7 separate regions of the Mus musculus genome follow, and all the other regions are linked to region 1. Evidence: chromatin contacts called from public HiChIP or PLAC-seq data. All regions are on one chromosome and are shown on one strand. The core of a region is the stretch at or near the end of the contact, and the rest is flanking DNA. Distances in the headings are between cores, read along the strand shown. Region 1 holds the start of Mrps18a (mitochondrial ribosomal protein S18A). Region 2 overlaps Gm35456 (a long non-coding RNA gene). Region 3 overlaps F630040K05Rik (RIKEN cDNA F630040K05 gene). Region 4 overlaps Capn11 (calpain 11). Region 5 holds the start of Dnph1 (2'-deoxynucleoside 5'-phosphate N-hydrolase 1). Region 6 has its middle 24 kb from the start of Gm35692. Region 7 overlaps F630040K05Rik (RIKEN cDNA F630040K05 gene).

Evidence for each region. HiChIP or PLAC-seq counts read pairs in DNA pulled down with a chosen protein or histone mark.
Region 2: a contact with region 1 is called in an H3K4me3 HiChIP or PLAC-seq map of bone marrow-derived macrophages, with 8 times the contacts expected there. The contact joins the enhancer-like site here to the promoter of Mrps18a in region 1. A contact is called at or near these places in 19 of 39 promoter capture datasets (the 3T3-L1 cell line, the C10 cell line, the HPC-7 cell line and 13 more), 3 of 15 datasets of contacts at CTCF or cohesin (CD8 T cells, the NIH/3T3 cell line and large pre-B cells), 19 of 484 Hi-C or Micro-C datasets (the AML12 cell line, B cells, CD4 T cells and 11 more), 30 of 115 datasets of contacts at active chromatin or transcription factors (the 230-238 cell line, DN3 thymocytes, the HPC-7 cell line and 24 more) and 2 of 9 other capture datasets (adipose tissue and liver).
Region 3: a contact with region 1 is called in an H3K4me3 HiChIP or PLAC-seq map of bone marrow-derived macrophages, with 5 times the contacts expected there. The contact joins the enhancer-like site here to the promoter of Mrps18a in region 1. A contact is called at or near these places in 15 of 39 promoter capture datasets (the C10 cell line, the HPC-7 cell line, HPC-7-derived erythroid cells and 10 more), 1 of 15 datasets of contacts at CTCF or cohesin (the NIH/3T3 cell line), 1 of 484 Hi-C or Micro-C datasets (bone marrow-derived macrophages), 22 of 115 datasets of contacts at active chromatin or transcription factors (the 230-238 cell line, bone marrow-derived macrophages, cardiomyocytes and 14 more) and 3 of 9 other capture datasets (adipose tissue, liver and pancreatic islet).
Region 4: a contact with region 1 is called in an H3K4me3 HiChIP or PLAC-seq map of bone marrow-derived macrophages, with 4 times the contacts expected there. The contact joins the enhancer-like site here to the promoter of Mrps18a in region 1. A contact is called at or near these places in 3 of 39 promoter capture datasets (cranial neural crest, liver and second pharyngeal arch cranial neural crest), 1 of 484 Hi-C or Micro-C datasets (B cells), 9 of 115 datasets of contacts at active chromatin or transcription factors (acute myeloid leukemia, bone marrow-derived macrophages, cardiomyocytes and 5 more) and 2 of 9 other capture datasets (adipose tissue and pancreatic islet).
Region 5: a contact with region 1 is called in a FOXA1 HiChIP or PLAC-seq map of pancreatic cancer cells. The contact joins the promoter of Dnph1 here to the promoter of Mrps18a in region 1. A contact is called at or near these places in 2 of 39 promoter capture datasets (the SN4741 cell line and liver), 1 of 115 datasets of contacts at active chromatin or transcription factors (pancreatic cancer cells) and 1 of 9 other capture datasets (embryonic stem cells).
Region 6: an H3K4me3 HiChIP or PLAC-seq map of bone marrow-derived macrophages shows a contact between it and region 1, with 4 times the contacts expected there. The contact joins the enhancer-like site here to the promoter of Mrps18a in region 1. A contact is called at or near these places in 20 of 39 promoter capture datasets (the 3T3-L1 cell line, the C10 cell line, the HPC-7 cell line and 12 more), 2 of 15 datasets of contacts at CTCF or cohesin (the NIH/3T3 cell line and stem cell-derived epiblast-like cells), 15 of 484 Hi-C or Micro-C datasets (B cells, the BV-2 cell line, the Ba/F3 cell line and 8 more), 22 of 115 datasets of contacts at active chromatin or transcription factors (the NIH/3T3 cell line, the SCID.adh cell line, acute myeloid leukemia and 9 more) and 4 of 9 other capture datasets (adipose tissue, embryonic stem cells, liver and 1 more).
Region 7: a contact with region 1 is called in an H3K4me3 HiChIP or PLAC-seq map of embryonic limb bud, with 4 times the contacts expected there. The contact joins the enhancer-like site here to the promoter of Mrps18a in region 1. A contact is called at or near these places in 10 of 39 promoter capture datasets (the 3T3-L1 cell line, the C10 cell line, the HPC-7 cell line and 7 more), 1 of 484 Hi-C or Micro-C datasets (nephron progenitors), 20 of 115 datasets of contacts at active chromatin or transcription factors (the NIH/3T3 cell line, acute myeloid leukemia, bone marrow-derived macrophages and 10 more) and 4 of 9 other capture datasets (adipose tissue, embryonic stem cells, liver and 1 more).

Annotation. Positions count from the first base shown.
Region 1 is chr17:46,109,539-46,112,670 of GRCm38.p6, reverse strand. Mrps18a (mitochondrial ribosomal protein S18A) reads right to left here and starts at 1,667. Exons shown (of 6, transcript NM_026768.3): 1 at 1,542-1,667. The coding sequence starts at 1,653.
Region 2 is chr17:45,706,798-45,709,838 of GRCm38.p6, reverse strand. The region is part of intron 5 of Gm35456 (a long non-coding RNA gene); the gene reads left to right. Among named protein-coding and RNA genes, the nearest start is that of Gm35456, 19 kb to the left of the region's middle. Within about 2 kb of position 1,463, at least 8 of the 459 cell types and tissues checked have an H3K27ac peak or open chromatin away from gene starts, as enhancers often do. A contact at or near this core is called in bone marrow-derived macrophages, hematopoietic stem and progenitor cells and liver, where this site is marked.
Region 3 is chr17:45,756,805-45,759,504 of GRCm38.p6, reverse strand. All of the region lies in intron 2 of F630040K05Rik (RIKEN cDNA F630040K05 gene), which reads right to left. Among named protein-coding and RNA genes, the nearest start is that of F630040K05Rik, 24 kb to the right of the region's middle. Within about 2 kb of position 1,279, at least 54 of the 459 cell types and tissues checked have an H3K27ac peak or open chromatin away from gene starts, as enhancers often do. A contact at or near this core is called in bone marrow-derived macrophages and embryonic limb bud, where this site is marked.
Region 4 is chr17:45,628,605-45,631,671 of GRCm38.p6, reverse strand. It overlaps Capn11 (calpain 11), which reads left to right. Exons shown (of 22, transcript NM_001013767.2): 21 at 888-946; 22 at 1,061-1,468. The coding sequence ends at 1,087. Among named protein-coding and RNA genes, the nearest start is that of Gm52283, 3.2 kb to the right of the region's middle. Within about 2 kb of position 1,566, at least 116 of the 459 cell types and tissues checked have an H3K27ac peak or open chromatin away from gene starts, as enhancers often do. A contact at or near this core is called in adipose tissue, bone marrow-derived macrophages, double positive thymocytes and 3 more, where this site is marked.
Region 5 is chr17:46,495,431-46,498,464 of GRCm38.p6, reverse strand. Dnph1 (2'-deoxynucleoside 5'-phosphate N-hydrolase 1) reads right to left here and starts at 1,676. Exons shown (of 4, transcript NM_207161.3): 1 at 1,493-1,676; 2 at 1-40. The coding sequence starts at 1,655.
Region 6 is chr17:45,851,290-45,854,221 of GRCm38.p6, reverse strand. No RefSeq gene overlaps it. Among named protein-coding and RNA genes, the nearest start is that of Gm35692, 24 kb to the right of the region's middle. Within about 2 kb of position 1,626, at least 46 of the 459 cell types and tissues checked have an H3K27ac peak or open chromatin away from gene starts, as enhancers often do. A contact at or near this core is called in the SCID.adh cell line, bone marrow-derived macrophages, embryonic fibroblasts and 2 more, where this site is marked.
Region 7 is chr17:45,779,836-45,782,774 of GRCm38.p6, reverse strand. F630040K05Rik (RIKEN cDNA F630040K05 gene) reads right to left here. Exons shown (of 5, transcript NR_152153.1): 4 at 1,802-2,939; 5 at 1,523-1,701. Among named protein-coding and RNA genes, the nearest start is that of Gm46607, 7.4 kb to the left of the region's middle. Within about 2 kb of position 1,599, at least 3 of the 459 cell types and tissues checked have an H3K27ac peak or open chromatin away from gene starts, as enhancers often do. A contact at or near this core is called in embryonic limb bud, where this site is marked.

The DNA of each region.
Region 1 (3,132 bases), core at 418-2,917:
ATAAGGGATATGCAATTTGGAGCTGTTAGTATCTGACAGGTCAGTTACCCTCAAAAACATTATGAGCTTAAGCCCCATGTTGCAGCCTGGGGACAGTTGAAACACTGTATCCGAGTCCACTCTGCCATCCACAAGATCTCACTGGTGACCTTCTTGATGAGTTAATCTGACACACACACACACACACACACACACACACAAATGCCCCCTTAATTATCTCTTGATTCCCCTGAACTGAATCCCTTATTGGCCACTCTTTCTTCTTTTTTCCTTCTTCTTCTTCCTCCTCATCCTTCTTCCTTCTTTCTCCTTCTCCTTCTTCTATCTTCAAGACAGGTTATCTCTATGTAGCCCTAACTGTCCTAGAACTCTCCTAGAACTCGCTCTGTAGGCCAGGCTGGCCTTGAACTTAATCTGCCTGCCTCTGTCTCCTGGGATTAAAGGGGTGCTACCACTGCCCAGTTTATCTATCTGCCATTCTTTTTTTTTTTTTTTTTTTTTTTTGGTTTTTCGAGACAAGGTTTCTCTGTATAGCCCTGGTTGTCAACTCACTCTGTAGACCAGGCTGGCCTCAAACTCAGAAATCTGCCTGCCTCTGCCTCCCGAGTGCTGGGATTAAAGTTGTGAGCCACCACGCCCAACTTATTTCTCAGTTTTAACTAATATTCCCTGGTTGGCCAATTTTAAAGACAAGTCCCTTCCCGCATCATTTCTTTATCTACATCACTTATCCTTTCCTGCTTCTCACAGAATACAGAAAAGACTATATCCAGAAAGACCTTTTCACTCTGCCAAACTCCATCCTTTTACGAGCCTGTTCAAGAGCATCCTCTTTATGAAAATTTCAAACTGACTTTGCTATTTCTGGTTACAGAATCTTACTGTACTTTTTCATGCAAACGGATAACTTCCGTTTATTGGTGGGGATGTATACATAGCTCGTTAGAACCCAAGGAAGCCGTGCTTTTTCCCTTTACAGTCCTTTTACAGCTAGACTCACAGCGTTTGACCTTCAGTAAGGTCTCAGATGATGCTAGAATCTGGTTACCTTTCCAGATTTAATATTAATGAAATGCAGACCTAACATTTAGCAAGTCTTAGTTGTTCAACTGCCATTGCACTTTGGCTGCTATCTTACAAGTCCGTAGCTTAGGCAGAGAAAGTGACCATTTAATCACACATTTTTCAGAGAAGAATTGATAAGGTGGGCTTGGCGGCATGCTTTAACCAAGGAGGAGGCGATTTGGAAAATGATGGGAGAATTAACACTCAGCCTTTATAGCTTTTCTGAACTCTGAGACATTCTTCTCTTTGATCTTTAAACGACCAGGTCTTTCTCTCAGTTCTCCTTGACTTTCGGAAGACACTGAGAACCGGGAGGTGAAGCCACCCCGCCAGCGTCTGTAAAGCCTTTAAGCGGCCCGCGGGGGATCGCACCTCCCGGGTCTCAGAGTCGCTGAGAGGGAGGGGCACATCGCGGCTGGCTGAAGTGTCACGACGCTCTCCTCAAGTCCCGGGGGTCGCTGGGTCCTGGGACTCACCTTCTCTCAACCCGCGAGCTGGAAGCCATAACCAGCCAGTGGCAGCGGGGCCTGCCAGGAACGCTTGGAGCTGCCGCCCGCAGCCTGACACCAGAGCCCTGAGGGCCGCCATCTTGGAACGCACCTGACCGCGTGTGCACTTCCGCTTCCGGAGCAGGGGTGTGCGCAGCCGCTGTGCGGCGGGAGGGTTTCTCGTGGTCACCGATCCCTTCTGTTTCTGTCACCTCCTCTGTCTGTAAATTACACGCCACCCGGTTTCCTTAGTTTTTCTTCCTGCTGGGCAGCTTTTGTGACTGAGGCTAGACCTGTCAGGACAGATTGGGATGGTAAGGACTCTGGCCCTCAGCATCAGAGGTGGAATACAGTTGACCACCCCTCCCACCTGCCGATCTTTGTTGCTAATACACACTTTCTTTTCTTTTCTAAAAGATTTATTTATTTAGTTAGTTAGCTAGTTATTTAATGTATATGAGTACACTGTAGCTGTACAGATGGTTGTGAGCCATCATTGCTTGCTCTCCTGCCCAAAGATATTATTATATCTAATTACACTGTAGCTGTCTTCAGACACCCCAGAAGAGGGCGTCAGATCTCATTACAGATGGTTGTGAGCCACCATGTGGTTGCTGGGATTTGAACTCAGGACCTTCGGAAGAGTGGTTGGTGCTCTTAACCGCTGAGCCATCTCTCCAGCCCCTTATACACACTTTCAATCTTTGTGTTTATATACACTTCCCTGATTTCTTGCAGGGTTTGGAATTATAGAATGCTTTGGTCAGGAGACAGGATTCCTACAAATGACTTTGGTCAGTCCGCCAGTGCAGAGAGGAATGCGAAGCTGGGCCACCCTAGTCACCCTTGTGGCTGCATCCTGGGAAGCCCAGGGCATCCCTAGTTCTTTATGAATGGAAACAACACCGCTCCCCCCTCCCCCCCTATAAAGAGTCACTGCCAGCGTTTCCCACATTGGCACCTCTTTTGTCCTTCACTGTTTTGGAATGAACAGACCTCTCTGCGGAGAAAAGGCTTTAGCCTCTTTTTCGGTCTTCTGTCTCCCTACACTGCCTAAGAGATCTAACATTTGGTGTCAAAGCCCGGGTTGCTGCACCACCATTATGCTAGGTTATTTAAAGGCAGCTGTAGAGAGACAGAAAGAGAGGCTCAGTTTGTCCTTAGCAGGGACAATGCTTATTCTCAGCAAGGGAAGATGGGCAACAGCCCCTTACAGGAGTAGAAATGACTTCGTAGTCTGAAAGGGAAGCTGAGAGATGTGGCCTTTCAGCTGGAAACAATCAGTTAGCCCATGCATCATAAAAGGGAGCTCACTCAGTTGGGGGTGATGTAGTGGATTCTGACCCATTAAGTTCTTCCCATGGATGTACACCTTGTGTGAGCATCCATGGGCGGTCATGCCTGATCTCTCCCCCTACAGAGACCCTGACGAGACATAGAAGAAAGAGCACGCAGCCAATGAAAAGGCTGTGGAAAGGAGGAACTGAAGGATGTATGGGTCACCCTGGCTCCTGGGTTCACTGCTGCTCCACCAGAGGTGGCAGACTGAGGGGTGTGCATGTCCTCCTTGTGCCTGTCC
Region 2 (3,041 bases), core at 214-2,713, 400 kb after region 1:
ACTGCATGGCCCTGGGGCACAGGCCCTGGGCAATGTAGACATTTGTCTATAGAATAGTTGTGATATGACCAGTGTTCTGGCAGAGCCAAAGGGAGAAAAGAAGCCAGTGGCAGACATTCCATCCTTCACTCTTCTTTTTTTTCTCTTCTTCTTCTTCTTCTTCTTCTTCTTCTTCTTCTTCTTCTTCTTCTTCTTCTTCTTCTTCTTCTTCTTCTTCTTCTTCTTCTAGATTTATTTATTTATTATATATAAGTACACTGTAGCTGTCTTCAGACACACCAAAAGAGGGCATCAGATCTCATTACAGATGGTTGTGAGCCACCATGTGGTTGCTGGAATTTGAACTCAGGACCTCTGGAAGAGCAGTCAGTGCTCTTAACCGCTGAGCCATCTCTCCAGCCCCCATCCTTCACTCTTCTTGTCCTCCAAGCTCCTGCTTCACCTCCCCAATACAGAGAGGTATGGAAAGAGACAGGGCAGGTCCTGAGAGGCCATTTAAGATACCCAGCCTGGATTTTGTAAGTGTTGACTGGAACTTCATTGATGAGAAATCTGAGCAGAACTCCAAAAGATGATCGGTCACCTCTCCAGACAAGAAAGGACACTCCTGGCCATAGGGCCACCTGTGAGCTCTTAAGGGCTTATGCTGGAAACTCAAGGCAGGAACCCTAGGGATAGAGCAAGAGAAAGAAGGATCAAATGAGAGGCTTCATGTAGGGCTAAACTCCACCTCACTACTGTGGGGACCACTGAACATAACCACTTACCCAGCACCTAGTGGGCTTCCATGGTCCAGGATTTACAGAGAGAAGGAATAGGGCTTGGAAGACAGAAAACATCGCTGGTGTGGGAGATGGCTCACCCTCTTCACTTAATTCTTTATTCAACAAACATGGAGAAACCATTTCTTTTATTTTATTTATTTTTTTTTTTTTTTGAGACAGAGTTTCTCTGTGTAGCCCTGGCTCTCCTGGAACTCACTTTGTAGACCAGGCTGGCCTCGAACTCAGAAATCCACCTGCCTCTGCCTCCCGAGTACTGGGATTAAAGGCGTGCGCCACCACACCCGGCGAGAAACCATTTCTTGCTGGGTCCTGAGAGGGCCCCATGAAAGCAAAGGGTCCATTTCCTTGGCCACAGTGAATGCAACCATGAGATGACAAGAGGCAAACCTGGTAAGGCGGGCAGGCGGGCAGGCGGGGAGGCGGGGAGGCGGGCAGGCGGGCAGGCGGGCAGGCGGGCAGGCGGGCAGGCGGGCAGGCTCGCTCCAGCGAGAAGCACAGTCTTCCCTTCCATTCAGGCTAAGAGAAGATAATCCAAGAAGTAACCGGAAGCAACCCAAATATCTTGGTGGTTATCCAAAGGCTGCTTCCGGAAAACAGTTTCAGTTTTTAATTGCTGGGGAGGGCACCTTACCAAGAAATAGTTTCAACACAGGTCAGGGGAGCTGAAAGAGCAGAAGTCATGAGGTCAGATAGTCCCGATTTGGAATCCCAGCCTGCCACTTGCCCGGCAGTTCCTGAGGTCTGGTCAGCTTGGGTGTTCTCTTCTCAGTCAGGCATCCAATGATGAGAGGGCTACCCGGTAGTGCCAGATGCACTTATAGAAACTCTCACAGCATGAAAAGATCGGGGGAAGCCCTAGGATGGAGGAAAAACAGGTGTGTGGGGTTCTAGAAGGAGGAGTAGAGGCTTCTGTAGAGGGGCAGAATTTGGGGCTGAACATGATTCCCAGAGCGCTTGCCTAACGTGTATGACGCCCTGGGTTCCATCCCCAGCACCACATAAGCCAGGCATGGGGTGCACACCTGCAATGACAGGTAGGGCAAGTTGATCAAATGTTATTATGGACTACACAGCCAAGTTTGAGGCCAGTCTAGTATACATGAAACGCTGTCTCAATTTTATTTTTGATTAATTAATTAATTAATTAATTAGCTTCTTTGTTTATTGAGTTTCTCTGTGTAGCCCTGGATGTCCTGGAACTTGCTCTGTAGACCAGGCTGGTCTTGAACTCAGAAATCTGCCTGCCCCTGCCTCCCGAGTGCTAGGGTTAAGGCTGTGCACCACCACTGCCTGCCCCCTGCTCCTCTCAATTTTAAAAGGAAAGAGGGGAAAGCCACTTGTGAAACGAAAAACAGAATATAAGTTGCCAGCCAGCCTGTCAGGCAGGAAGGTGGCTGAAGCCACTGCTGGGACAGGCAAGGAAAACCAAGTCTGAGCAGAAAACTGGGTCCTGGTGGTGACCAGAAAGGCGACCCTCCATGCCATCCAGCAGGTGGAGCCAAGTCAGACCTTGACTGAGACCCCTCTCACATGAAACAAGGACTCCCACTTTGTTCTGGGAGTTGACTGGCCCTGGTCCTCTGGTAGTCTTCACTGACACCTCTTCTGGCTTACCCTCACCCCGTGTGTACATACAAATATACTCAGGCACACACACACACACACACACACACACACACACACACACACACATAAAATAAAACAAGTGGTTTTTTTTTTTTTAAGATAAAAAAAGTCAAAAGCCAGCTTTAGCCTGTCACTATACCTGTTTATCCCACAGCCTTCTGGGTGGAGAGAAGAAGAAAAACCAGGAGGTGAGAAGTCGTGTCTGCATGCCACGTCCTACAGCCAAGCGTGGTGGCCCAGGACTCTGCAAGCTTACAAATGGGAGTCCCAGGCCAGCCAGAGCTATTTATTGAGACCCTGTCACCTGTGAAAATATATAAACATACATACATACATACATACATACATACATACATACATACATACATACATCTGCAAACTGAAGAACACTGAGTCCAATTTGTGGCCGCATGATGTCATTTCCTTTACGTGTAATTCCTCTTTATTTCTGTCTCCTGTCTGCCCCCTGCCTGCGCCTGATACTGCTGATTAACTTCCAAGTAATTAACTTCCATGTAAACACAGTCCATCTGAGTCCCCCTCCTCCTTCCCATCCACGGAGGCGCAGACCCTCACCCACACTGAGGTGATGGCTCCCCTCTCCACTCACCCAGAAGCAAGCACTCCACT
Region 3 (2,700 bases), core at 30-2,529, 350 kb after region 1:
CACTTGGGAGACAGAGGCAGGGGGATCTTTGTGAGTTCAAGGCCTGATTTATACAGAGTATTGCACAACAGCCATTGCTACCTAGAGAAATCTTGTGTCAAAACAAAACAAACAGAAAAACAAAACCACCTTACATTTCATATATATAGGGAATATATGGAGGTATATACAGATAGATAAAAATAGATAGATGGATAGAGAGAGAGAGAAATATAGTTAGATGAGAGATACAGATATATAAAATATATATATTGAGATATATATGTATGAAATGAAAGATAGATGATAGATAGATAGATAGATAGAGAATTGAAACACAGACTGTTGGTTGGTTTAAAATTTAGTCCCGTCCCTCTGGTCAAGTGGTCAACTTTGTCTTAGCTCATTGACTTCAGCAGTGACAGGCAGCTCAAACTTGGGCATTTAGGCTCCTCCCAGCTTTAATTCACAAGTAACTCCAGCTCGACCAATCAGATGCACTCACAGCTCACTGGAGAGTGGAAAGCAGGGTTCCTGTTGCTTTCTGGGGAAAGATGGAGGGCGGGGCAGGTTATGAATATGTGTGTGAATGCAGAAATGAGCAAGTGCATGAGTGTTCGTTCGTGGGGCCGGAGAATGAGAACAGAGGCCCAGCATCTGTCTCTTCGGGGGACTGAGGGGTGGGGTGGGGGGTGGGATGGGGGGGTGGGGGTGGGGAGTAAGCCACCAAAAAGGCAGCAAGCGCACAGCTCATTGGTGTGACTCTGCAACCTCCTGAGCTCAGAAGAAGCAACAGCTCACCTGGTAGCCCAGCTCTGCTCTGCACCTTTGAGAGCTCAGCCTCCTGTCTGCCTGAAGACCTCCACATCATTCTACAGGCCACTTCAAGTTCAAGATCTTGGTGATCCCTGCACCAAGCCAGCTATGTGGTATTCCGCTCTCTGGCACATGATATTGTGAAACACATTTTACCCTTGGCACTTTCTCCTGCTTGGAGGAATGTATGCCCCTTACCCTTATATCTTTCAAAAAGGTAGGCCACAGAAAATGCAGTGATAAAAACCAGGCTGGTTTAGCATTGTCTCTGCTTTCTGACTCTGAAGCCTGCCTGGTTCCTCTGCCAGCGCTACTTAGATGACCCCCCCCCCTTCAAATGAGTTCTCTCCTACGAGTCTCCTTAGACCCTAAATATGTCTGAGTCCCGTCTAAAGAGAAAGCAAATTGTCATTTCTTCTAATGGTCCTAATCAGCTCACAGTGATAGCCTGAACCCAAAAATGAGAAGTGAGACTCTCCTTTTAGACCAATGTTTCTCAATGTCCCTAATGCTGTGCCCTTGGCACGGTTCCTCATGTCGCGGTGACCCCAACCATAACATTATTTCTGTTGCTACCTCATAACTGTAAATTTTGCAACTGTTATGAATCATAATGTAAATCTCTGATGTGCAGGATATGTGACCCATGTGAGAGAGTCATTTGACAACCCACACACACACACACACACAAGGGTCGTGACCCACGGGTTGAGAACCACGTTTCTAGACTGAAGAGAGAATTCTATGATCAGCTAGTGACATCTGCCACTCGTACAGAAGTGGATGGTAACGGTATGCGTGGTTGCTGTTTAAGGCTAAGTGGATGGAAGTGCTTTCTGCTTAAGGCACACTGGGACTCGTCTCGCCGTGTACTCCTGAGACAATTATCCAACGCTAATGCTACCTTGCAGATTCCTTCACCCATTGCCTTCCTAATGAGTCCAATCTCCCAGCTCCCCTGGCTCACTCCAATTTACAGTCCCCCAACCCAGCACCCCAGAATCCATACTAACTCTCACAATCGCCAGCATCCTGACCTCAGGTAGCTACCTGAGGAAGAGCTGACTCCCACAATGTTCATGGGGCGGGGGCTCCTTTCCTTCATTTTCTGCACCTCTACCTTTTCCAGGAAGAACTCTCACCTCTCGGGCCCTCCCTCCTATGACCACCCGACTCATTCACCAATCAGTGCAAGGCGGTGTGGGCAAAGTGACCACTAAGCCCAAGGATCAGTGTGAGAGCCCTGGGATTGTTGGAGTGTGACCTCACCAACTGACAGTTTCCCTTTTCCCATCCTCACCTCCTGCCCCTTCCCGTACTTGGACACCTTTGCTGACATTCACATCAGGCTCCCAAATCTCCAGGAAGCCAGCGTACAGTGGGGCATCCCAAATCCCTCTGAGTCACACCCCTCCCCCCCAAAAAAAACTCAATCTAGCCTGCTTTAATGAGGAGGACATATATAAGTGTGTGTTTAAGGAGATCTGCTGGTTTCTTGTGAGGGTGGGGGAGCTGTGCTCTGAGCATCGCAGAGGTCAGTGTGGGTGGTAAGTCATTTCTGAGCCCACCTCACGACACCCTACTCTGGGCTCTCCATCACCAGCCACGCTGTTTCTGCTAAAGGGAAACAGATGCTGCGGTTAATTGGGGTGCAGTGGCGGGGCTCTGGGCCTCATTAAGCCTGAGGATTGGCTGAGTGATTTACCAGGTCATAAATAGCACTTGAGGGGGCAGGTGCCCAGTGTCCACCACCCTGGATGGAGGGAAGAACAGCCAAGTACCAAGGCCTTGGGCCTTGGAGTGAAGCTGAGCCTGAAGTTCTATGGCTCTCTCTGATCTGAAGCCTGTGGCAGCCTGGGCACACAGAGCCCAGGCACCATTCCTGGGGGGGGTTCCAGATGCTCA
Region 4 (3,067 bases), core at 317-2,816, 480 kb after region 1:
ACACCTGACCCAAGTTCAAGTCCACAACGTGCTGGGGCTGTGACTTCTGTCTGTACTCCCATTTCCTTCTCTAGAAAATATGATATGGACAGTCACCGTTCTGCCCCAGGGGGTGGGGATGGAGCCCGTTAGTAGGGTGTTTTTGCCTAGCTGGACCAAGCCCTGGTGTGGTGACACACACCTTTAACCCCAACACTCTGGAGATGGGGGCAGAAAAATCAGGAGTTGAAAGTCATCCTCAGCTACAGAGTGAGCCTGAGGCCAGCCTGGGTCAGCCAGAAGACTCTTGTCTCAAAAATAAATAAATAAATAAATAAACAAACAAACAAATAAATAAATAAATATGAAAAGATTGTCCCAACGATAAAAAAAAAAGCCCATATTTATAATTCTTGAACTTGGGAAGCTGAGACAGGAGGATCACAAGTTTGGGGCAACCCTGGCTACTTAGTGAGACTCTGGGTTAAAACAATAGGGAGCAAGATGAGTCAGCATATAAGAGTGCTTGCTACCAAGTCTGAAGACCTGAGTTCAGTTCCAGGGCCCACGTGGTGGAAGGCGAGCATCAGCAGCCTCAGGTTGTCCTCTGAGCTCCACAGGTGCAAGCTGTCATATATATGCACCTGCATGCCCCTCTCACACACAATAAATTAGTGCAAAACAAATAAGTCAGTGCCCCCCTCCTCTTCCCAGGGCTCTATTCAAAGTAAATGGGTCCGAGCCAAGCGCTCTGAACCAGACCCATCTCCTAACCAGGGTAGCTGTGATTCACTCCTGATGAAAAAGGGATACCTTTCTACTACCTTTCGGGTCTTTTAAACCCTCATCTCAGATCTAACCCCGCCCCCGCCCTCTACCCCTGCCCCACGCCCTTATCCTTAAAACAGCGTTCTTCTTATCCATGGACACCAAGAAAACTGGTTCTATTTGCTTGGATATTAACCAGGTAAGAGGGAAGGCATGGGAAGGGTCGTCTGGCCACACCCTGAACCCCTCCCCTCTAGTCCCACCCACTCTCCATCCTCTGCAGAAAGTCTCCTCTTTTCTGCTGTCTTTGCAGTGGCTGCAAATAACCATGTGGGGGTAGGGAGATGCGAAGCCTGGCTCCCTCGTTCCTCCCTCCGCCGGTGGCGCTCCTGCTCCGGCCAGGATGGTGGATGCTCCTTGTCGCTCTCGCTCTCCAGTGCCCCAGGCACAGTGTTTACTCTGGTCCCCTGATCCGGGCTGACCGGAACACCAACACCCCCCTCCCCCACCCCCACCACGCCCCGAGCACTCTCACGCCGTATTTAGACTAAAAATGAGGTGGATTCTCCGCCAGTTTTTCTCTGGCGAAGGCAATCTTCAGCTTAAGTGTTCCCGCGTGCTGTCAACTCACACCCGCCTCCTAGCCCGCCCTCTTGTCAGGAATTCCATCGCCTCCCCGCGCCGCGTCGTACACATTATTCTAATAAAGAGGACAAGGTTATTTTCCCACTTAATTCTTCAATACCAAAGAGGGGCTCTGCAAATGTGCTTGTCTACAAATTACTAGGGGGCGCTGCAGGGTTACAGGATGTTAAACGCAGCTCAGCCCCAAGCTTTGAAAACATTAGGAACTCTTAGATGCGTTGAACGTTGTGGGGTGGAGGGGCGCCACTGAGCCAATGGCCAGCGAAGCCTGACCTGGGGCTGACAAAGCCAAGAGGCCACAAGGCTTTGAGGTGCCTTTGTCCTATTTTCCCTCAAACTGCCCCTCCTCCAAAGACCGCACCGCAGGGGTCTCAAAGATCAGAGGACAAGCTCCAGGTGTGTGTGTTGGGAGTGGTGGGGGTGACCAACGCCTTTAATCCCCAGACTTGAGAGGCAGGTGGATCTCTATGAGTTCAGGCCAGCCTGGTCTACAGAGGGAGTTCCTAAGACAGCCAGGGCCCTGTCTTGGAAACCAAACCAAACCAACCAACCAAATCAAAGGACAGGCAGTTAGTTGCAAGAGCCAGCTGGTAGACCACACAATGAGGAGTCCCTTCTGGTAGGCGACTGGAGGTCTGTCTTCCGGCTGCTGTACGGGCTCCGGACTGGCTGGGTGGGCTGAGAGCAGCTGGTGTTTCTCCATCTCATCTCAGGACTTGGATTGCAGATGCGTACCCCCTTATCTGGCTTTTTAAAGTGAATCCCTGGGTCCCAACCATCAGGCTTGAGTGGCAGGCCATCTTCCTGGTCCTCGCTCTTCCTTCTCTTATAGAGCCAGTAATAATGCCACCATAGGACCTTCCTCCCGTGACTCAGCCTCCTAGATAAGGCTTCCCTTAGATTAAACCACTTCCCTTAGATTAAACCTTCGTTCCACAGAGCAATCAGGATACTTCCTGCCTCTGTGTACAGCTTCCTAGGGACCGGTGGTTTCTGTCAAATTCTGCAAATTCCCCCAAATTCTGGCAGTTAGACAAAAGCCAACATAGGTCAGGAACTTAGGAAGCCAGTCCCACCTCTGCCAAGAGAAGCCTTTCCCCTTATCACTAACAGAGGGAACAAGTAGCTACCTGCGGTGTTTATTAGTATACCAAAGTTCCCTGAGTGTCACACGTGTCTGTTACACATTGCAGAGTCCATGTCTGCATCCTGGCTCCTCTCAGCCCTTCCTACACCTGCTCAGTCTTATAACCCTGCTATTTTGACTCTCTCTCTCTCTCTCTCTCTCTCTCCACTCCAGTCTTTTGCCTGTGTTCTCCTGGTCTCCCTCCTTCTCCCACCTCTCTCTACCGGCCATATTCAATCTTCTCTCTCTCTCTCTCTCTCTCTCTCTCTCTCTCTCTCTCTCTCTCTCTCTCGTCCCTACAGTAAAAACCTTCCCTTAATCACACCATGGAGCCGGGCAGTGGTGGCACACGCCTTTGATCCCAGCACTCAGGAGGCAGAGGCAGGCTGATTTCTGAGTTCGAGGCCAGCCTGGTCTACAGAGTGAGTTGCAGGACAGCCAGGGCTACACAGAGAAATCCTGTCTCGGAAAAAAACAAATAAATAAAAAAATAAATAAATCACACCATGGACCTGATCTGTCGTCTGTTTATATATACACAGTTTGCAG
Region 5 (3,034 bases), core at 427-2,926, 390 kb before region 1:
CGCTCATGGATGAACTGGTCGCCCCCAGCAGCCTCTTCCCCTGTGGTTGAGGGCAAGCTGGTCAGAGATGGTCCCTACCCCAACTCAGTACCTAGTAACTTCTATGTTCTCGCTGCTTCTCAAATCTACCCTGCTCAGAGAGGGGCAGAGAGAGGGAACCCTTGCCCCAGCACCTTCAAAAGCCAGTTCAGGAGAGGAGTCTGTTAAAGGGATGAAGAACAAAACAGCCACAAGAAAAATGCAATCCTGTTCACGGAGGCACGTGTGGGTGGGGCTGGGTGCGTGTGGGGAAAAGGTCTGACTCACCCGGAATCCAAGGGGCGTGTCTGGGGTCAGAGAGCCAGGATCACAGTTTCCAGTTTGAATCAACTCTGCTGTTTAGGACGGTAAGGCTCTGCAGGTGGCAGAGCAGAACCACACTGTCTAAAACTTCTTTTGTGAGCCTGAGGATCATGGCTCATAGCACTAATCCCAGCCCCGGGAGCAGAGGCTGGGGAAATCTGTGAGTTCCAACACAGCCTGGTCTACACTGTAAGTACCATGATGGCCAGGGATATGTAGAGAGACCCTGTCTCAAAAAACAAACTAACAAGTTGTGTGTAGCAGCAGGTGCCTGTAGTTCTAGCACTTGGGCGGTGAAGGCAGGAGGATGGCGAGTTCTAAGGCCATCCTTGGCTACAAGTCTGACGTCACTGTGCGTTTATGACAGCCTGTTTCCAAAATAAAGAAAAGAAAAAGAAAAAGCAAGAAAAGTGACTAGGGGAGAAAACCCAGATTCAAAGGTTTTCTCCAGGCTATCACACTCTGTAGACTGTTTTGTCTCATTTCTTTGAGACAGGGGTTAACTCTGTAGCCCAGGTTGGCCTGGAACTCATCCTACCCTCTGCCTCCAGAGTGCTGACATTGGCGCTGAAGGTGGAGAACTATCAACAAAACACACCATGCGCTAGCCAAGCATAAGCACAAACAGGTTCTTTCCAATCCCCTGGCATTTTTTGCCTACGATTGATTCTTTGTCTTTTAAAAGATTCTCCCAGAATTGCTTTAGAGTCCACAGCTTAGGAGTTTGTTCTTGCATGGGGCAAGGGAGATCTACTTAAAAGTTTTTGGAGCAGAAATACAAGAGTTCTAGGTACAACTTTCCTACTGGAGGAGTGCTTATCCAGACCAGCTTATCAAAGCCTTGCTAGCCCAAAGCTGGGTCTGGGCTGTCACTTGCTTCCAGTGTGCTGGACAGGGACACTTGACCTGCGCATGGAACGTACACATATAATCCAGGACCTTCCATAGCCAGCCGGTCCCCTAACCATTACGAGGTCCTAGTCTGCAGATCCCCTAGCCTCCGGTCTAGCCTGCGGGTCACATGAGCTGCGGGTTCCCCAGGTTGAATGTCTACTAGCCAGTGGGTCTCCTATCCGGCAAGTCCCTAGTCAGCCGGTCCCCTTAGCCTACAGGTCCCCAGCCTGCGAGTCTCCAGCCCGCGTCGCCTCACCACGCGGCTCCAACTCAGCATCAGCCACGTGCTCAGTGAGCACCTTCCCATAGCGCCGCAGCCGGGATACGATCCGCGAATACAGAGCTTGGTCTTCCCGCCCGCCGCGGATGCTCCCGCAGAAGTACACAGAGCATGGAACCAGCTCCCCGGATGCCGCCATCGCCGCGCGCGGGCAACCGCTGCCGCCGCTACCACGTGACCTGGGAAAGCGACTCCCAGAGGTAAGGGGACCTTCTTCAAGCTCGCTCTCTTCCCGGATAGGCTCTTCCCGAGCCAACCCGCTCATTAGTTCTGACTCCTCCCCGTGACCTGCCCCTCCCCAGCTCCTAGCTATTCAAGTAGTTCTGTACGGATCTCAGTGCTCTCAAACTCTGTACGGGATCCATAGGCAACTGTGATTGGCTCTCATTAATCTTTCCAAAATTTAAAAAAGATTGTTAACTTATTTTAAAAATATTTTATTATTCATACATGTATGTAGTGTTTTAATCAAATCTAACCCAGTCTCTCTCTCCCCTCCAATCCATCTTCTATCCCCTACACCAACTTCATTTTTATTTATTATTTAAAATAATTATTATCTTTGATTATTTTATTATTTTATGTGTATAGGTGTTGTGATGGTTTGTTTATCCTTGGGCCAGGGAGTGGCACCATTTGGAGGTGTGGCCTTGTTCAAATAGGTGTGACCTGGTTGGAATAGGTGTGTCACTGTGGGTGTGGGCATAAGATCCTCACCCTAGTTGCCTGGAACTCAGTCTTCCACTAGCAGCCTTTGGATGAAGATGTAGAACTCTCAGCAATGCCTGTGCCATGCCTGCCTGGATACTGCCATGCTCTCACCTTGATGATAATGGACTGAACCTCTGAACCTGTAAGCCAGACCCAATTAAATGTTGTTTTTTATAAGACTTGCCTTGGTCATGGTGTCTGTGCACAGCAGTAAAAGCCTAACTAAGACAGGTGGTTTGCCTGAGTTTATATCTCTACATCATGTGCATGCCTGATGCCCCAAGAAGCCAAAAGAGCACAATGAGCTAACCTGAAACTGGAGTTACAGACACAGTGAGCCACCATGCAGGTGCTGACAATCCAACCTGGGTCCTCTGGAGAGTGGCCAGTGCTGTTAACCACTGAACCATCTCTACAGCTTCCCTCCCTACCCACTGAGCCCATTAGTGCTACCTATGTGTGCACCGGTGTGGAACCATCTACTGGAACAAGTACAGGCAGCCTCTCAGGGTCGTGCCTGCCTCACCAGCTGTTAGCTGTCAGCAACGCTTCAGCTATTGGCATGGGGCCCTTCTCCACACAGGGTAGGGTTTGGACCAGCCTGATCGTGCACGGGCAGTCATAGCTTCTATGAGTTATGTGTGTAACCCCACTGTCATGTCCAGAAACAATGTTTTCATGGCAGTCCCTCTGTCTTTCAACCCACTCTTCCATGGAGATGGCCCATTTACATTCAAACACTCTACAGTCTCCGAGAGACCCTATTAATCTGCAAAAAGAAGCTCTTCTGACGAGGGCTAAGGAATG
Region 6 (2,932 bases), core at 377-2,876, 260 kb after region 1:
GTAGATGGCTGCTATATGAGATACTCTTATTAATTCATACGATGGGGGTGGGGACACAGATATGAATAGAGATTTTTACAAAAGAGGAAGTCTGCAGCATGTCGGAGGAGAGCGTACACAGGGTCTTATTTTGTCACCTGAGCTTCCCTGGAATTGACTATGCAAACTTCTCTTGGCCTCAGACTTGCACCAATCCCCCTGCCTCTGACTCTCAGAGTGCTGATCCTGTAGGAGTGAGCCACCACAAAACAGATCCTAACCAGCAATGTTGAATGAAGACAATAGACAACAAGAGAGCCACAGTTAGAACTTGTATCAACGTATAAATTCTAAAACAGATAGTTAACATGAACCCTCATATTCAGAGGAGATATGTGTTTTAAGAGACACTTCAAACATATAGAAGGGAGTCTAGGTCTGGTTTTAGGAGGGGAAGGAACTATAAAAGTGGGGAGGAGAGATGGGGCTGGGGAGATGGCTCAGTGTGTGAAGTTCTCACCACACAAACACGTGGACCGCTGCTGCTTGCCCTTGCCAGCCCCCCCCCCCAGGCTCTCCAATTCACACAGCACCCAGTGACTCTCTGTACCCCCAGACTGCCAGGCTTGCCTAGTTCCCTCTCCCACACCGTCCCTAGTAGAGCCAAACTGTCCCCCAAGTTTGAATCCAACTACCAGGGTTCTCTCCAAACATGGCTACCCCTATCTGGGCATAGCCTAGCCAGTTAGCATAAGACTAGACGCGTGCCTCCCCCAGCCAGAGGCTCAGGCTTCTGTCAGTAAAACCTTACAGGGCAGAGTTTGTTACTTTCAAATCTGAGTGATCAGCTACATTTCCTAATCTATTTGATTTTTATTTTTTAAGTAGGACTACGGTGCAGGATGCTCTAGCTATACGGGGTGGGGTGGGGGCATATGTATATGACTCAAAAGACGGATCAAAGACATGAGCAGTACCTTGGTCTCCCATTGTCTGGATAGGGACATAAACCTGCTAGTATTTCATAGAAGCTGATCTGTGCTGTCAGATACGGGGCCACACATCCTACTTTGTTGCTTAAGGAAATGTGAGGGAGAATGTCCTCACAGCCTTGTTCCTTATAGGAATCCCATATCTTCCTACTGTGGAGATTTCCTAAGTGTTTAACCTGCTCCCTATTCCCAGTGAACAGTCAGATTTCTTTTTCCCATAAGCCAGGAACGTCCTAAGTCCCAGGACTCAGAGTCTGTTGATCTCTTGTCACCCAGGAGCTAGGTTTCTCATACATGCCACGGTTACTGCCTCCTGTTGCTTTTGTTCATTATTTCGGGCACACTGGCCTTGCCTGGAGACCATTGTGCTCCTGTTCCTGTCAGGGGTGGGTCACCAGCAAACAGGGAGGAAGCCCCTGCCTCTCCATTCAAATCATTGATAAAAATCTCAGGCGATATAGGGACTAATGACAGGTCCCCAGGGGGGCCAGCCCTAGAGAATTCCAGCTCTCCATCATTACCTGTCACCAGGGGGCTGATGCAGGAGCCAGTCCCACTACATTATCCTTGACTCTGCTGAGTCCAAACCGCAACTTGCAGCATGGAGGAGAAGGAGGAACACGGTCTGCTGCTGACTCACTATTTGATATTAGTGGCGTCATCTAGAAGGTCTGAAGAGGAAAGCCCTAGCCTCATGGACAGCAAAGCTGGATTCAGCTGCCCATGGCTAGTTGCTGCTCCAAGGCAAATCACCTCCAGGGCAGAGATTTCCTGTGTGCACCAGAAATGATGCCTCAGAGAGGATCCAGTTCATTTTTTCTAAAACTGACCTTGGATCGGACTCTCTCTCTCTCTCTCTCTCTCTCTCTCTCTCTCTCTCTCTCCCTCCCTCCCTCCCCTTCTCTCCCCCCTCCCTCCCCCACCTTGCTTTCTCCTCCATCTGAGACGACTAAGGCAAGAACGTCATTCCGTTCTTTATCCTTGAAATCCCAATCTCTGTTGCATCAGCCACACTGTGGGCTGGACCAGCCATGCACCAGCATTTGGCAAAGACTTTGCCAGATTTTCCACGATCACTTTCAGTGTGGGACCTGAATGAGCTCTCCTGTGCCACCCACTTGGCTGGCCATGACAAGCCATTCATTCCCCCATTGCCCGGTGTCCTGACCCTCTTGGTTTTTCTTAACTTTGAAAGCTCAAAACTACGCCCCCTCCCCTTCCCTGTATAACTGCCTCCCTGGAGGCCCGGATGGCAACTGCTGGGGCTCACATCCCTCAGCACATTGCTCCTAAGACCGATGTCACCCCAACTGCTGCTGCACAGGCAAGGACCCCAGTCAGCTTTTTATCTTAACTACTAATCCCATGTTGTGGTCACAGCTGGGGTATTGCTTTTCTTCTTAAGTGTGTAAAAAAAAAAATAGGAATGGGAACCCTTGAGAGAGCTAGGAGGGGCCCAGATCTCTGACCACCTGCCTAGGTCCTCTCTACAGTCCCACAGGCCACCCCTCTACACAGTGACCTCCACTCCCTTGCCGTCCTGCCTGATCAGCTTCTAGACGGAACTGATAGTAGGAAGAGCTATACCTACCTGGTCAGGAGACGCTCTTCAGTGTGCTTTTTCCTGGGGAATCAGAAGGGTACAGGATGGGCTAGAAAGCCGGGTCTTTGGACAGAGGAAAGTGGGCACCCTCCAACCACAGTATGACCGATCGCACAGAGTGTACAGAGCACATGCAGAGGAGAGGGGAGAGGAGACTGCAGGGGTGGGTGGAACGGCCCACTTTCTCCCAGCCACTCTCCAGGTAGGAGAGCTACATGAGGCCAGAGAGAAGAGTTGAGGCAGTGAGCCAGGCTGGCTGCTTGCATGGCCTAGGCTAGGAGAGACTCAGAGTTATTCCTCTACGCACATGGTTTTCCTAGATCTGTTTTCTGGAAGGAAGTGACAGGTTCCTAGCTTG
Region 7 (2,939 bases), core at 350-2,849, 330 kb after region 1:
CCTCCAGAGTCCTGAGATCAAAGCCACCACACCTGGCTCACCCACCTGTCACTATGTAAACTGGAAAGCTCAGCCTGTTCACATTCGGGAGCATCCTGTTAAAGAAATGTCACTATGGCCGCAAATGATCGCCATCAGTATTTGACACCGGCCTGGAATGATTTGACAAAGCTACTAGATAAAAAGGTAGACTAGAGATACATAGATTTTTTTTTTTGGAAGAAAAAATTATTACCACTGGACAGTATTATTAGTACTTGAATGTTTCACAAGAATCACCCGTGCAGGTAGAACACTTGCTGATCTTCCAGAAGACAGGGGTTGGATTCCCAGAACCCGCACGGTGGCTCTCAGTAATCTATAACTCCAGGTCCAGAGGACCCAATGCCTTCTTCTGGCCTCTGCCAGCACCAGACATGCAGGTGGTGCACAGGCATACATTCAAACTTGCATAAGATAAAAATCAATTTTTTTCTTAAAAGGCATCATCTGCAGGCTCTCTTCCCTTATGTATCTTTTTCTTTTTTTTTTAAGATTTATTTATTATTATATGTAAGTACACTGTAGCTGTCTTCAGACACACTAGAAGAGGGAGTCAGATCTTGTTACGGATGGTTGTGAACCACCATGTGGTTGCTGGGATTTGAACTCTGGACCTTCGGAAGAGCAGTCGGGTGCTCTTACCCACTGAGCCATCTCACCAGCCCCATCTTTTTCTTTTAACATTCATTACTTTCAGGGTTTTTTGTTTGTTTGTTTGTTTTAAGACAGGGTTTCTCTGTATAGCCCTAGCTGTCCTGGAACTCACTTTGTAGACCAGGCTGGCCTCGAACTCAGAAATCCGCCTGCCTCTGCCTCCCAAGTGCTGGGATTAAAGGCGTACACCACCGCCGCCCAGCTCTCCTGTTGTTTTTAAAAGCACTTTGAGTCCTGACTAAGCTGCCCCTGTGCACAGTGGGTGTGGCCGTCCACTGGGCCGGCTGGGAGCAAACTGCCAACAGCCATGTCCTCAAGGAAAAGCAATGTTTCTTTTTTCAACATCTATCAACAGCCAAAAGTTAGGTGTACTATGGGGGCCCATCCTCTTGGCTTTTCCTTTGAGACAAGGTGCCACTAACTGCCCCAGCCAAGCCTCGAACTTACGATCCTCCTGCCTTGCCCTGCCCAGTAGCAATGATTACAGTTTGTACTACAAAATGGTTAATCTTCACCACAGAACTTAGCAAAGTGCCTAAAAACAAAATGTCCTAAGCACAGAAGGTCACTAACAAAATGATGGGGGATGGGGGTGGGGTGCCACTTATGAAAACGACATCACATAAAACACATTTTAAAATGTGCAGGCATAAGTGGAAAGAGCTATAAAACCCAAACAGGGAACACTCCACAGACCTGAGTAAATAAAGGGGGACCTTGCTCATGGAGAAAGAGTAGTCTCCTGAATACGTCACTATCACTGTAAATGAGCTATCGGTTTAGTGGACTATGTATGGGCACGAAGGATCAGTTGCCGTGGGAGCCATGGGATGATGACAATTTTAATTGGGGGTGGGGGGACATATATAAAAGAATAGACAGAAAAATTCCAGAGAAAAGCAAAGCACACTAAGCACGGAAGGGTAGGTCTGGCAGACATTCTGCAGAACACTGCACAGCAAGAGTAATTAAAATGGCTGGAGCCCAGAGTCCGCACAGGATCAGCTGTGGAGAATAAAAGGACCCAAATAAACAGGAGAATTCAATAAATTGAGTCACTTCACCAGATATTTAGATGGCAAATAAATAAATCTGGACTCCTTACCTCACTCTTAGCATGGAAATAAATTCCATCAGGATCGAAGAACTGAAGAAAACACTGGAAAAATAAAACCATAAAAGTACAAAAAAAAAAAAAACCAAAAAAACAAAAATATCAACTTATACACAAGTCAAGGGATCTGGCTCAGCAGTTAAGAGCACCAGCTGGGGGCTGGTGAGATGGCTCAGCAGTTAGGAGCGCAGACTGCTCTTCCAAAGGTCTGGAGTTCAAATCCCAGCAACCACATGGTGGCTCACAACCATCCGTAATGAGATCTGATGCCCTCTTCTGGTGTGTCTGAAGACAGCTACAGTGTACTTACATATAATAAATAAATAAATCTTAAAAAAAAAAAAAAAGAGCACCAGCTGCTCTGTGCTGAGGCTCAGTTCCCAGCACCCACATGGAAGCTCCTAAGAACTCACAACCCCAATTCCAGATAACCCAGCACCCTCTTTGGGCCTGCAAAGGTATAGCATGCACACAGTGTACATACAGACAGGCAAGTGCGCGCGCACACACACACACACACACACTCTCACTCACTCACACATACACACTCACACACACACTCACTCACACACACTCACTCACTCACACACACTCACACACACACTCACATACTCTCACTCACTCACACACTCACTCACACACACTCACTCACACACACACTCACATACTCTCACTCACTCACACACATACTCACACACACTCACTCATACACACACTCACACACACACACTCACACACACTCACTCACTCACACACACTCACACACACACTCACATACTCTCACTCACTCACACACTCACACACACTCACTCACTCACACACACTCACACACACACACTCACATACTCTCACTCACTCACACACTCACTCACTCACACACACTCACTCACACTCACACACACACACACTCACATACTCTCACTCACTCACACACACACTCACACACACACACACTCAGACACACACACACACACACACACACACACACACACACACGTTTCTAAAAATGTTTGTGAAAATGATTGTGTGATCCCCGGGTATCAAGTTTCCTAGACACAGGACAAACAGAAGTCATAACAGAAGTAATTAATACATGCACCCACAAAGAAATTACAAGGAAAAACATTAT